Linked DNA regions of Mus musculus: region 2 is linked to region 1. The links are chromatin contacts, called in public promoter capture Hi-C maps. All regions are on one chromosome and are shown on one strand. The core of a region is the stretch at or near the end of the contact, and the rest is flanking DNA. Distances in the headings are between cores, read along the strand shown. Region 1 holds the start of Sap30 (sin3 associated polypeptide). Region 2 holds the start of Msmo1 (methylsterol monoxygenase 1).

Evidence for each region. Promoter capture Hi-C pulls out the DNA fragments that hold promoters and counts their contacts.
Region 2: a contact with region 1 is called in a promoter capture Hi-C map of pre-B cells, with 2.9 times the contacts expected there. The contact joins the promoter of Msmo1 here to the promoter of Sap30 in region 1. A contact is called at or near these places in 2 of 39 promoter capture datasets (liver and pre-B cells) and 2 of 484 Hi-C or Micro-C datasets (B cells and regulatory T cells).

Annotation. Positions count from the first base shown.
Region 1 is chr8:57,485,401-57,491,463 of GRCm38.p6, forward strand. It overlaps Sap30 (sin3 associated polypeptide), which reads right to left and starts at 2,460. Exons shown (of 4, transcript NM_021788.2): 1 at 1,852-2,460; 2 at 110-235. The coding sequence starts at 2,166. It overlaps 2500002B13Rik (RIKEN cDNA 2500002B13 gene), which reads left to right and starts at 2,563. Exons shown (of 4, transcript NR_126553.1): 1 at 2,563-2,793; 2 at 4,940-5,067.
Region 2 is chr8:64,729,872-64,735,934 of GRCm38.p6, forward strand. It overlaps Msmo1 (methylsterol monoxygenase 1), which reads right to left and starts at 3,707. Exons shown (of 6, transcript NM_025436.3): 1 at 3,637-3,707.

The DNA.
Region 1 (6,063 bases), core at 1,210-3,709:
TCAGATGCTTTAAACAGTTAAAGAAGAGCTCAAATATTTACAGAATGGTGTTGGGATTGCCAGCATGCTTATGATTTACATATAACATGGGGAAAAGCCTGCCATCTACCTCTGGAGTGTCGATGTCCTGAACAGGCGAGTCTCCCCCATCATCATCGCTTCCTTTCCTCTTCCTTCTGTTCCGAACGCTCTGAATTAAGTTCTTATGATAGTCACAAATGTAAAGATGCCTTGCCTGTAAAGGAAAAATTTTCAAAGACTGTGAGTCCAGAAAAACTGCAGCTAAGTATTAGTAAAATGCATAGGCCCAGGTGGCTGACTAAAAATCATCTTAACAGGCCACTGTTCAGAAGATGCAATGTTTCTTTCCACTATTAAAATGTTGTAACATTAGCAATCTGGCGATACTGTTAAGGAAATGGGGGAGGGGAGGAATTGGAAGCGGTGGGCGGGCGGGTAGTATCTTGGAGAAGGCAGGCAGGCAGGAAAGGAAGAAAAATTCCAATTCTCTGGGTCTTGTCATCAAATTGCAGGGAAGGTGACCTAAATAAGTTAGCTCCTGCTGATTTTAACTTAAAAGGGAGAGGTGGCATTGCCCACAAATTTGTCCTTGTATTTTCTCTAGCTTGAGAGCAGCATTATATTACTCGTAGGTACATGCTTTCTGATTGATCTGTTAGATAGTGAAATTCTACAGGTACAAAGTATGCATTTCTTTACAAATGCAACATTGAATTCATATCCTATGTTTAAATTTGAACCCTAAGGTTTCTTTTTAAGGATTAAGCGAATATATTTCTCTGTATTTTGTGTTTTCAATTAAAGCAAATTATTCATGTTCTCTTGCAAAGTTTCTCATGGACCCTACTGAGAAACCTGCCTAAACAGAATCACAAATAAACTTTTCAAAAAAATTAATTACTCGGGGATTTGAGAGCTGTATATACAGTGGACTAGGAAATACTGAGCTGATTGACACTCTCCCCCCCCCCCCTTTTAAGGCTACAATTAAAGGCCGAATGAACAGGCTTTTAAATTGACTTCTAAGCTAAGGGTAAGTTAAAAATATACAGGATGTCTGGAGGTTCTGTATCTTGTTCTTCCTTTGCCATCAGTCAGAGCTCTGAAAAGTAGCAATGGAATTCTCTGAAACCTCATAGCTGGCCAAAACAGCAGACGTGCATAAAGACAGAAAAAGAAATCCCGATGGCTGCCGAGAGGGCTGTAAAACCGCAGAGGCTTATTTGCAGCCTTGGTTCGGAGCAGCTGCCCGAAGAGCTGACACCGCAAACAACGTTTACAATCATCTATCTCCCTGTAAGGCAACTGGTGAGCTCAGCTTGCTTGTCTGTGTTCAAGAGAAAGAGAACAACGAGGAGGAAAGAAAAAAAGAAAAGACAAAAAGGAAAAAAAGAGAGAGAGAGAGAATTGTGGGGTCCAGCCAGACTCTACTTTCCCTAGAGGAGCGAAGCTGCTCCCTAGGGCAGACACCGGCTCTGGCAGCAAAACAAAGGCGCCTCCATTCCAGAAGGGACTGCCCGGCTGCGAGAAAACTACTCCGGGCCCTCGGTGCTGCGGTCCCCTTTGTTTCGTTTCCAGATCGCAGCAAAGGAGGAAGAGGGAAGCCTGGCGTGGGAGACACGCGAGGCAGCGGGAGTCCGGGCGAGGGGCGGAGGAGCCCCGCACCACTGCGCGAGCGCGCGCTGGGGAAGGTGGCCGGAGTTGCAGGGACTTTGTTTCAATCAGAGAACCACTAATCCCACCTGCAACCCAATCCCCGAGACTCGTGAACCCCGCCAACCATCCGGCGAGGCACGCAGGATAGGGCAGGGCGGTCCCTGGGCCACTTACACTCTTATCCAGCTCGATCTTCACCTTCTTCTGAGAGATGCTCTTCTGGATCCTTTTGCTGAAGCTGGCGTTGCCTGCCGCGCGCCCGCACCGCTCACCGTCCTCCCGCAAACAACAGAGTTGCCCAGGGCCGGGACCGGCCGCTCCAGGTGGCCCAGAAGCTGACACTGCACCGGCACCGGGTACCTCTGCCCCACCGCCGGCTGCGTTCCCATTCCCCGCCGAGGCGGCGGCAGCCGCAGCAGCGACCACCGCGGCCACGGCGGCGGCCGCGTCCCCGCCTCGGCTCATCTCCTCCGGAGTGAAGCCGTTCATGTCTGCCAGTTCGGGGGCGCCGGCGCCGCTACAGAGCCCCGCTCGCCGCGCCGCTCCGCCTCCTTCCCCTGGGCGGCCGTTCACTCCGCACCCCAAGTCTGGTGGCGGCACGGTCCGACGCCCAGAGTCCAGGGCCGGCCGGTCTGTCGGTGCTGGAATAGCTACCAGGTCCTGTGACTGTGATCAGGAGTGAAGTGGCGCCTAGAAAGGAGACCCCACTCACTGTCACATGGAGACTTCAGCAGTTGGACCGCAGCTCCTCCGCCTCCTTCTCAACCCCAGAACCTGCGCGAGGGAGACGCCCCTCCTCTGGCCCCGCCCCACACCTGCCGCGCGGCCCCACGGGAATGGTAGTTCTTGATCGAGGAGCTAACTTGCGCTCTGTTCTGATTACGTGCGGGACCAGCGGGACAAACTACTCATCCCAGCATGCGTCGCGTGGCGAGCCACCCCTAGTTTTTTTTTTTTTCCATTCCAAGCACCGGGCAAGTCTGACTGTGAGGTCAGGCTTTTACCGTGTTTTCTCGCCTCTATTCTCTCCTGCGAGCAAGGGCTGGTTTTAGCTCCTCTTGTTTCGCAAAGTTAGTGTTCAGACCGCCAGCTGACTCCTGGGAAGAAGCATTAATGGTGTGTGTGTGTGGGGGGGTGGGGGGTGGGGGGGGGTAGTAAGAATTAAGTGAGAAAAAGTTTACGGGCTGTTTGGTATTTATTGAAAGAAAACTCGGGATACCTAGCGCTCTTTAGGCGGAGAGTCCTTCATCTCCATCTCCATACCGCAGCTGACTTCTAGAGCGTGGCAGGTCCTTGGCATACTCGTGTGCCGACGGGTTGGCAGGCATCGGGCTGCTTGTCGCCTCTACTGCCACTTGGATTCCTTTCAAACGGATCTAAGAGGGTTTAAGACCATTTAAAGGAAGCACACTAGTATCACGTCTGCAGACTACTCATCAAAACTTAGCCCTGGCTGTAGGGGACGAGGATCGAGAAACCTCTTTTCTTGAGTCATATGCATGCGTACATGTGTGCTTGTGTGTGCCGCGGGTGTGTGTGTGGGGGGGGGGGGGGTTGCGCGCGTGCGCGCCTGGGTACGTGTTTGTGCTCGCGTAATGTGTATTTTTGCCTGTGCCTGTGGTGGGCGGGGTGGAAGAATGGGCGTGGCCATGCCAACCCTGAACCTCTGATAATTATTAGACTTAAGCTTAAGCAAAAATAATTTATTTCAAGTGGAAGAGTTTTGAGAAAGCCTGTTTTAGATTCAACCAATTCAGTGACGATTATATATATATATATATATAATCGTCACAGAGGTCATGAAAAACTTAGGCCCAAGCTTTCACACCTTTAATCCAAAGAGACAAAGCCAAGCAGATTTCATTGTTCAAGACCAGCTTGGAACAGAGCAAGTTCCAAATAGAGAAAAGTTTAAATCCAGTCATGGTAGAACATGCCTTTAATGCCAGCATTAATGATACAGAGCCACACATATCTCTGAGTTCAAGGTCAATATTCAGAGCAAGTTCCAGGACAGCTAAGCTTAGGCTGGGAAGGAGTTGGAAAACATAAAGTTGGTAATAGAATAAGAAGGGGCCACATTCCAGCCTCAGCAAGTAGCAGAACTCAGGTGCTCCGGCTATGTGGCTGGCTTTAGAGTCAAGAATAGAAGGCACCACTAGGACAATTGATGCTGGCTAGCTGGAGCTAAGAAATTAGCAGTGATTACGAAGAGATCAATACCACAGAGGTGAAATCGTCTGGGAGTTGTTTTCTGAAGGCAAAAGAAGCTGTGTTTCCGAGATACCCAAGTTTGTACCCTGTACTGCAGCTGTACTTGGTAATGTATAAGTGTCACCCAAGTGGTAGTGGTTTTGAAGGTATGAAGGGGTCATGAAGAGCAGCTGTGAGAGGCCAGGGAAGACCATTGGTGAAAGTGCAGCCTCAGTTGTTGATGGGTTAGGACTGAAGAGGTTATGCAAAGGATTTGAGGCGTGGCACCATGAAGAGAGCCTATGAGAGGTGAAACTTAGTTGCAGCTGAAGGCCCCTAACATATTGGAGATGCCAGTACCATAGAATGATCACCAAGAACAACAGCAACAGTGGAGTGGAGTCAATCTGCTACAGAGAATGCTACAGAGGGCAGAGCTGGAGAAGTGACACAAGCCCTTTGGAAGAGCCCAGAAGATCATGTGTGGATCCTAGATACTGGAACAAGAAGCGGTAATGTTTAAGTTGCCTTGGAGACTCCAAGATGTTCAAAAATGCCAGAGCCATGGGTTATCTGCTGAGGAAAGCTGCTAACAGGGAGTGGAACCAACCCAGGAGAAAGAAATTTGTTGCAGTCAACAAAGATGTAGAAGGAGTTAGAGATTTGGCTTTTTGACATCAGACTAGGAGATGCAGGCTTTGGAGTTTGCCCTGCTGGTTTCCAGTCTTGCTTTGGGGGTTACAGTTAAGTGAGTGGATGAATCTCAGAAGAGACTTTGAACTTTGGACTTTTAACATTCTTGAGACTGCTGTTGACTGTGGGGACTTTGGAATGTGGACTAAAAGCACTCTTTTATTATGCTATGTCTAGGTGTGGCCCCCATAGACTCCTTTGTTTAAATAAGCCTATGGGAGCCAGGGAGCTGACTGTATTGTTTTGTATATTCTTGACCCTGGGAGTGGCCATAGTGGGAGCCCTGGGAGTGGCCATAGTGGGAGGTGTGGCCTTGTTGGAGTAGGTGTGTCACTGTGGGCTTTTGCTTAAAGACCCTCATTCTATCTTCCTCCAGGAATTTCCTCCAGTATTTTCATAGCAACCTTCAGATGAAAGTGTAGAACTCTCAGCTCCTCCTGCATCATGACTGCCTGGGGCTGCCATGTTCCTGCCTTGATGATAATGGACTGAACCTCTAAACCTGTAAGTCAGCCACAGTTAAATGTTGTCCTTTATAAGAGTCACCTTGGTCATGGTGTCTGTTCACAGCCATAAAACCCTAAGACATCAATATTAGATTTTCTAGGCTGTATTGTTTCCCATGTCTTTTTTTTCTTTTTTTCTCCCCATCTCAGACTACAAATCAGTACACATCAGGCCTTCTATAGTGTTTTTTTGTGTGTGTATGTATGTTTCCTACGCCAATGATTGGTTTGGTTTGGTTTGGTTTGGTTTTTTGAGACAGGGTTTCTCTGTGTAGCCCTGGCTGTCCTGGAACTCACTCTGTAGACCAGGCTGGCCTTGAACTCAGAAATCCTCTGCCGCCACCACTGCCACTGCCACCACCACCACTGCTGCCACCACCACCACCCAGCTTTGTTTTGTTTATAAGTTCCCTTTGGATTCTTTTTTTTTTTTTTTTTTTTTTTTTTTTTGGTTTTTTTGTTTTTTGTTTTTTAGAGACAGGGTTTCTCCATGTAGCCTAGGCTATCCTGGAACTCACTGTATAGACCAGGCTTGCCTCGAACTCAGAAATCCACCTGCCTCTGCCTCCCAAGTGCTGGGATTAAAGCCATGCGCCACCACACCCAGCTCCCCTTTGGATTCTTTTAACCTAACCTTAGTCATACATTCTTTTGTTTAGATGTGTCTAATCTGCTCTAAAATGCACCCATAGTTTTTCTGTTTTATTATATTTCTTAATGTTATCATTCCTATTTTTTTTTCCAAATCTTAAATGTCACATTTTAGTTTTCCAGTTCTCTGATACAATTTGGAAGTTTGACATTTTCTTCAATATTCCTAGCAAGGACAGTGATTTTTTTTTAGACTATATTTATTAAGTCTGTTTCACTTGTCTTTTGTTTCTGATAGTTCTGACTTATTCCTGACTCTTCTTTCATCCACTGTCTTTGATTGCCTTTCGTTTTGTTTGAAAAAATAATTATAAAATAATTCATATTATGTTCCTACAGAGGG
Region 2 (6,063 bases), core at 2,457-4,956, 7.2 Mb after region 1:
TCTCTCTTTCTTTCCTTTTTTTGTTTTGGACAGGGCTTCTCTGTGTAGACCTGTCTGTCTTGGAACTCACTTTGCAGATCAGGCTGGCCTGAAGGCACAGATCCACCTGCCTCTATCTTCTGAGTTCTTGGATTAAAGGTACCACACCCAGCTCAATTTTAATGATTTTAATGTCTTAAAGGAGAGTATGTATGGTACCTATTTAATAAGTGTTAGCCTAATCAGTCACCAATCAAACATGACGAATTTCACTGTGAATCTCACTTTTGTGAAAATATCTCTGCTGTTTGTCACTTATGAATTGATGGGCCCCATTCCCTAAAAACACAAAACAAGACAAGAACCACATTTTAGTGCTCTGTTGGTAAAGTGTGTGGCTAGCATACAGAAAGCTCCACTAGGTATAGTATATGTGTAATCCCAGCGCTCGGGAAGTAGAGGCAGGGGGATCAGAGGTACCAGGTGATTCTTGGTTATACCTTATCAAGTTCAACGCCAGCCCAGGATACAGGATATATAATCTCAAAAAAGAATAGTGTTTGTATAGCCTTAGAAGAGTCAACAACAGGCACTTTTAGAATGCGCTACCACTTCTACAACTGATCTATGTGACAGATGCTAGGAAGGTAAATCACCTTCTCTCAGACCCCCAACTCACTCCTACCCATCCGTTATCCTCCCACACCTGCTGGCCTCACAATCTGTCCTCATTCTTCTCAATAAGTCTTCTCTGTTCTTTTGGCTTTGCTTTGTGCTGTGCTGTGTTGTTTTGCTTTTCTAGACAGGGCTTCTCTGTGTAGCCTCGGCTGTCCTGGAACTCAAGTCAGTGGAACAGGCTAACCTTGAACTCCCAGAGATCCACCTGCCTCTGCCTCTCTACTTCCTAAGTGTGTATCTTACCAAGGACATGGCTCTCCTTTATCCTTTTTCATTTCGTGTCCTTCATGTTCGCAGGAAGCCCACTTTCTTCATTCTAAAAATACCTGCATGGGACTGGAGACTGGGTCAGCAGTGAGGAGCACTTGTTGCTCTTGCTGCAGAGGGCCTAGATTCAGTTCCCAGCACCCACATGGTTGCACACACCATACAGAACTCCAGTTCCAAGGGATCTGATGCCTTCTTCTCACACCAAGGGTACCAAGCTTCCACGAACAGAGATGTAGGCAAAACACTTGGTATACATAAAATAGGCAATTTTTAATTAAAATTTTTTATAAAATAAAATCACATTCAAATCTTGGTGAGTTTCAACTTGGCTTGAGTGAGATAGTGTCTAGAAAAAGAGGGGGGGAGGAGAATAAAGGAAGGGAGGGGAGGGAAAGGAAGGGAGAGGAGGAGGCAGACAAGAATTCCTTATCTCCTGTCATCTCTTCTAAGCCACCTTACCCTTCTTACAATGAAAGTCCAGATTGAAAGTCCCACCCTCCTCCACCCACACAGGTTTCTTACCACTGAGATCCCCACCCACCCGAAGATTTTGTCAACCCTCTACTACAAAATTACAAAACACAAGACTATTGTACCAATCTCCATTTTTCCTGAGGTCAATACCAAATTTGACAATGACCAAATGAACACTGACGTCCTTGCTACACGTCCCAGATCTTATGGAATGATAAAATTCTGAGCCATAGTTTTATCAAAAAAAAAAAATTCCTCAATAATAATTTGTCAAGAGGGGGCTGGTGAGATGGCTCAGCAGTTAAGAGCACTGACTGCTCTTCCAGAGGTCCTGAGTTCAATTCCTAGCAACTACATGGTGGCTCACAACCATTTGTAATGGGATCTGATGCCCTTTTCTGATGTATCTGAAGACAGCTACAATGTAATCATATAACTTATAAATAAAACTAAAAAAAAAAAAATTGCCACCAGGCAGTGGTGCTGCAATGCCTTTAAACCTAGCACTTGGGAGTCAGGGGCAGAGTGAGTTCCAGGACAGCCAAGGCTATACAGAGAAACCCTGTCTCAAAAAAAAAAAAGACAATAATATTAATAATAATACTATAATAATAATTTGTCAGGAAACCTCAATAAATATCATGTTAAGCACTGAACATAAGACCTGGCACACAGCATCTAAAATAAGCTAACAATTATTGAGCACCTTCTGCATACCCAGTATATGCTGTCATTTTAAGCTAAACCCTTGCCTCGCTGTGAAATAGAGGAACTTCTATGATCCTTGGTTTTCAAATGATGAGCTGAGGCTTAGGATAAATGAATAACAGTACAAAGTTGCACGGATGGGGAGTGGAGGAGTACAGCTTACCCAGGCCCCCTGAAAAGGCTGCTCACACTGGCGGTATGTTCTCACTCCCCATCGTTTTCTATTTCTATCCGTATGCTCAACTTACTCTTAAAAAAAATTTCACAAAGTGCCCCAGGTCTGTCTGTCTCTCTCTCTCTCTCCTCTCTCTCCTCTCTCTCTCTCTCTCTCTCTCTCTCTCTCTCTCTCTCTCTCTCTCTCTCTCTCTCTCTCTCTGCCTGTCTCTCTGTGTCTCAAGATCTGTGTCTTAAGTTGGGCTTAAAACTATGAAACTAAGGACGACCTTGAACTCCTGATACCCTGCTGAGATTACCAGTGTTCGCCCACACACTCAGCAACCATCAAGATTTGACATTTCTCCATTTGACATTTTTCCTAGTCTCATGGAATGCTGGTTGATACCCATCATCTGTAACTCTTATCCTGATTTAGATTCTGATTACCCAAAAGGCTGCTGGCCTGGATCAAACTTGAATGCATCCTACAGTGCCTCAGGTGCCCATCGCAAACACGCTTTAATGCCTAACTTGAGAAACTTCATCACCTCCAAAAGAGCTGTTCTAGTCTCTAACTCGGCATCCTCGACTAAGTCTCCCAACTTCCACACAATGCTGAGACAGCGTTCAGTTACCTCAAGTTCACGCTCCGTAATGAGGAGAGGAAAACAGGGCATGTAGTTTTAAACAAAGTGTCAGATAAAGTGATCAGACAGGAGAGGGGAAAGCAGGCTTTGCTGAAATGAATATCCTGCCTTTTCAGTTTTGAGCAGCCTGCTTGCCTGGAAATTCGATCTGAATCAGGTAGACTAGATCCTCGGATTTCAAAAAATAAAAAGGATGAAAAAAAAAATGTATTCGTAGGATAACTTAACTCCTGGCTGACGATCCCAGCCCCTCTTTCGGCACTGCAGCTTAGAGAAGCCTTAGGCACAGGGTCAGGATCCATTTAAACATAAGTTTAAACCTTCATGGTTCAAGCGCGGGTAATTCTCCTAATGTGAAGCCCAGACCTCTCGTCCATGCACCCCTCTCTCACATGGAGCCACATCCTACAATACCTCTGGGACAGCTTCCTAGATCCACAAACACAGAACACACCCTACTCCCCCACTTGGTGATGGTGTTTTTGTAAAAAGTTTTTAAGACTCAAGTCAATGAACCAGACTCCAGGTGATTGCAAACTCTTTAAAGGGCAGGAAGTGTTGTCATTCCAGTTGCATCACTTGAGAACCTAGGCTCCTTGCCTGGAGTCTCGCACAGCCCACCCAGGTTCTTCCCACCGCATCCTTACCGGCCTCAGCCGGACACCACCCTGCTGGTCCCCGTCTCAGTCGCCCTCCACCCGGATCAGGCTAGAGAGCGCCTTACCTGGCGTCCCCGCGACAGACAGCGGTCTAAGCGCAAGTCCTGGCAGGTGCAGCGGCCTCCTCACTACCTCTGCCGGCTCAGGGGCAGGGCCCGGAGGCCGGGCCCCGGCTCGCCTGTCGTAATTGGTCCGCCCCACTCCCGCCCTGCCTTCGCCGTGCAGTGATTGGTCCGTGCTAAGGCCCGGCAGCGTGTGACTCAAGTCAACGAAGCCCTAGCGGCGCCAGTCATTGGCTGCGCGGATGGAGTGAGAATAGTGAGACCCGCGCGGCCAGCCAGTCGTCCGCGCGGCAGCGCAGCTGGAGGCGGGGCGCCGCGCGAGCGCGTGACGGCGTGACGGGGCGGGGCAGCCGCGCGGACCCGGCGTCGCCTTGGCAACCAAGCGGTGGGTTCCTAGGCGCCCAGTGCTGTGGGTGCGCTGGGTTGTAGCATCTTGCTACTCACATTGGCTTGGCTTCATCCAGAACCCGGGGAAAAAAGTGGTATATATGTTTTAAAGACTGATTTGAGTTTTTGGTCTTGCTTTCCTGTAGTTTATTCTGGATTTCGATCTTTCTTTTTTTTTTGAAAATGACACTTATTTCTTATTATTTATACTAGTATGAATACTACATTTATTTTCACTTTAAACTGGTCCACATATCATATAGTTTAGTTATAATAGTTTGAATTCCATTATAAATAATTAATTTTTACATACTAAATTTATTCTTCAAATTTATTAATGTATCCTTTTTCTTACACTCACAGAGCCAGAGACACAGAAAGCTAGAGAGACAGAGAGATAGACAGATAGGTATGATGGGGCTTGAGGGAGTTATAGTTGGGGAATGAGGGGAAAATATGGTCAAGATAAACTGTATAGATGGATGACATTTTCAAATAATATAAAATAATAAAAACAAAATCAGTGATGTAAGTTGGATTTTTTTTAGGCTACCCTGGAGTTTTTAAAAAAATCACTTTCTAATATTTATTGTAATCAGATTAATAAAACTAGGAATTAAATTTTCATGTTAATAATATTTTTGAGACATAAATATGAAAATGATATTAAGGTAACCTGACAATTTATATGTAATGGACAATTTTGTGTATTAGATTTCGATCTTCCTTAAGACAGGTCTCGAGTTATAGTCTGGCCTTTGAGCTGGATACGTAACCTAAGGACGGCCTTGACCTCTAGTCCTCAGGCCTTGGATCATCCATCTTGCCCCCCACGTACTTTAATAAGTGAAGCTTTTTTCAAAGTTCTATTCTTTTTATCTCATTTAGTGTCTGTCTGTGAGTGTGTGTTCACAAGGGGAGTTTGTGCTTCCTTCTGCTTTGTGCTGCTGAGGGTTAACCTCATACGCTCAGGCTTGTGCTGACTGAGCCTGGCAACTATCTTTTAATAAATCTCTGCACATGGACCATAGGGTACTAGTGCAATATAGATCCTGCAATAGCTGAGGGATGCCAGCATTTCCCGTGTTGCAGATTGAGAACAAAGCTCAGAGAGGCTAGGGGGAGGGGCACATGTATGCTGAGGCCCTGGCAAGGCAGCTCAGGGGTAGAGTTTATGCTTAACATTCTAGGGGGCTGAGTTCCACAGGTAGAAATTGGTTCTAAGTCAAGGGAGTTATCTGCTCCCTAGGTGTCAAGACCTGGACCTAAACCAGCAGATGAGCTAAGAACCAAGCCTGTGTAACGCTAGTGTGAGTGCCCAAAGACAGGAGCGCTTAGACTACAGCTCTAGGCTCCTTTTACACCACTTGTGAAAGCCTATCTAGAGATAATGTGGTGACAGGAAGCCAATCTTTTCCTTAAAGAAGGTGTCCCAGAAAAACCACAACGACAAAATACCATATCCACTGTGGTGGTGTAACCCAGGCACTTGGCAGATCGGACCAGGAGGATCAGAATTCAAGGTCAGCTTTGTCTACGTAACGTGTTCAAGGCCAATCAGGCTGCATGAGGAGGCCCTATCTCAAAACAAGAATAACCTTCCCCCACCGTACCCCCAACCCCCACCCCGAAGCAGGAGGATTGTTCTGAGTATGAGGCCAAGCTGGGGTATTTAACATGATTTTTTTTTTTTTTGAGACTGGGACTCATTATGTAACTCTAGCCAGCCTTGAACAGAGATCCACCTACCTCTGCCAATCATTTAATAAAAAATTGCACAAGGGCATCATTGAGGCCAGCCCTGCTCCCATCTACATGAAAAGTATACATTTTCATTGAAGTGCACACTGTGTGCAAGCTATCCTAGAATTTCTATAGAAAGATGTCATTCTCCCCCCCCCCCCCCTTTCTGCATGGAACTAACTGTCTTCCCTTCCCTGCAATTCTGGCTTGATCTTCTGAACAAGTTCCATTGATGGGTGTTTCTGGGGAATCCAGTGTACCTTGTACTCATGGCTAAGTGTTCCATGCCTTTAGCTCACA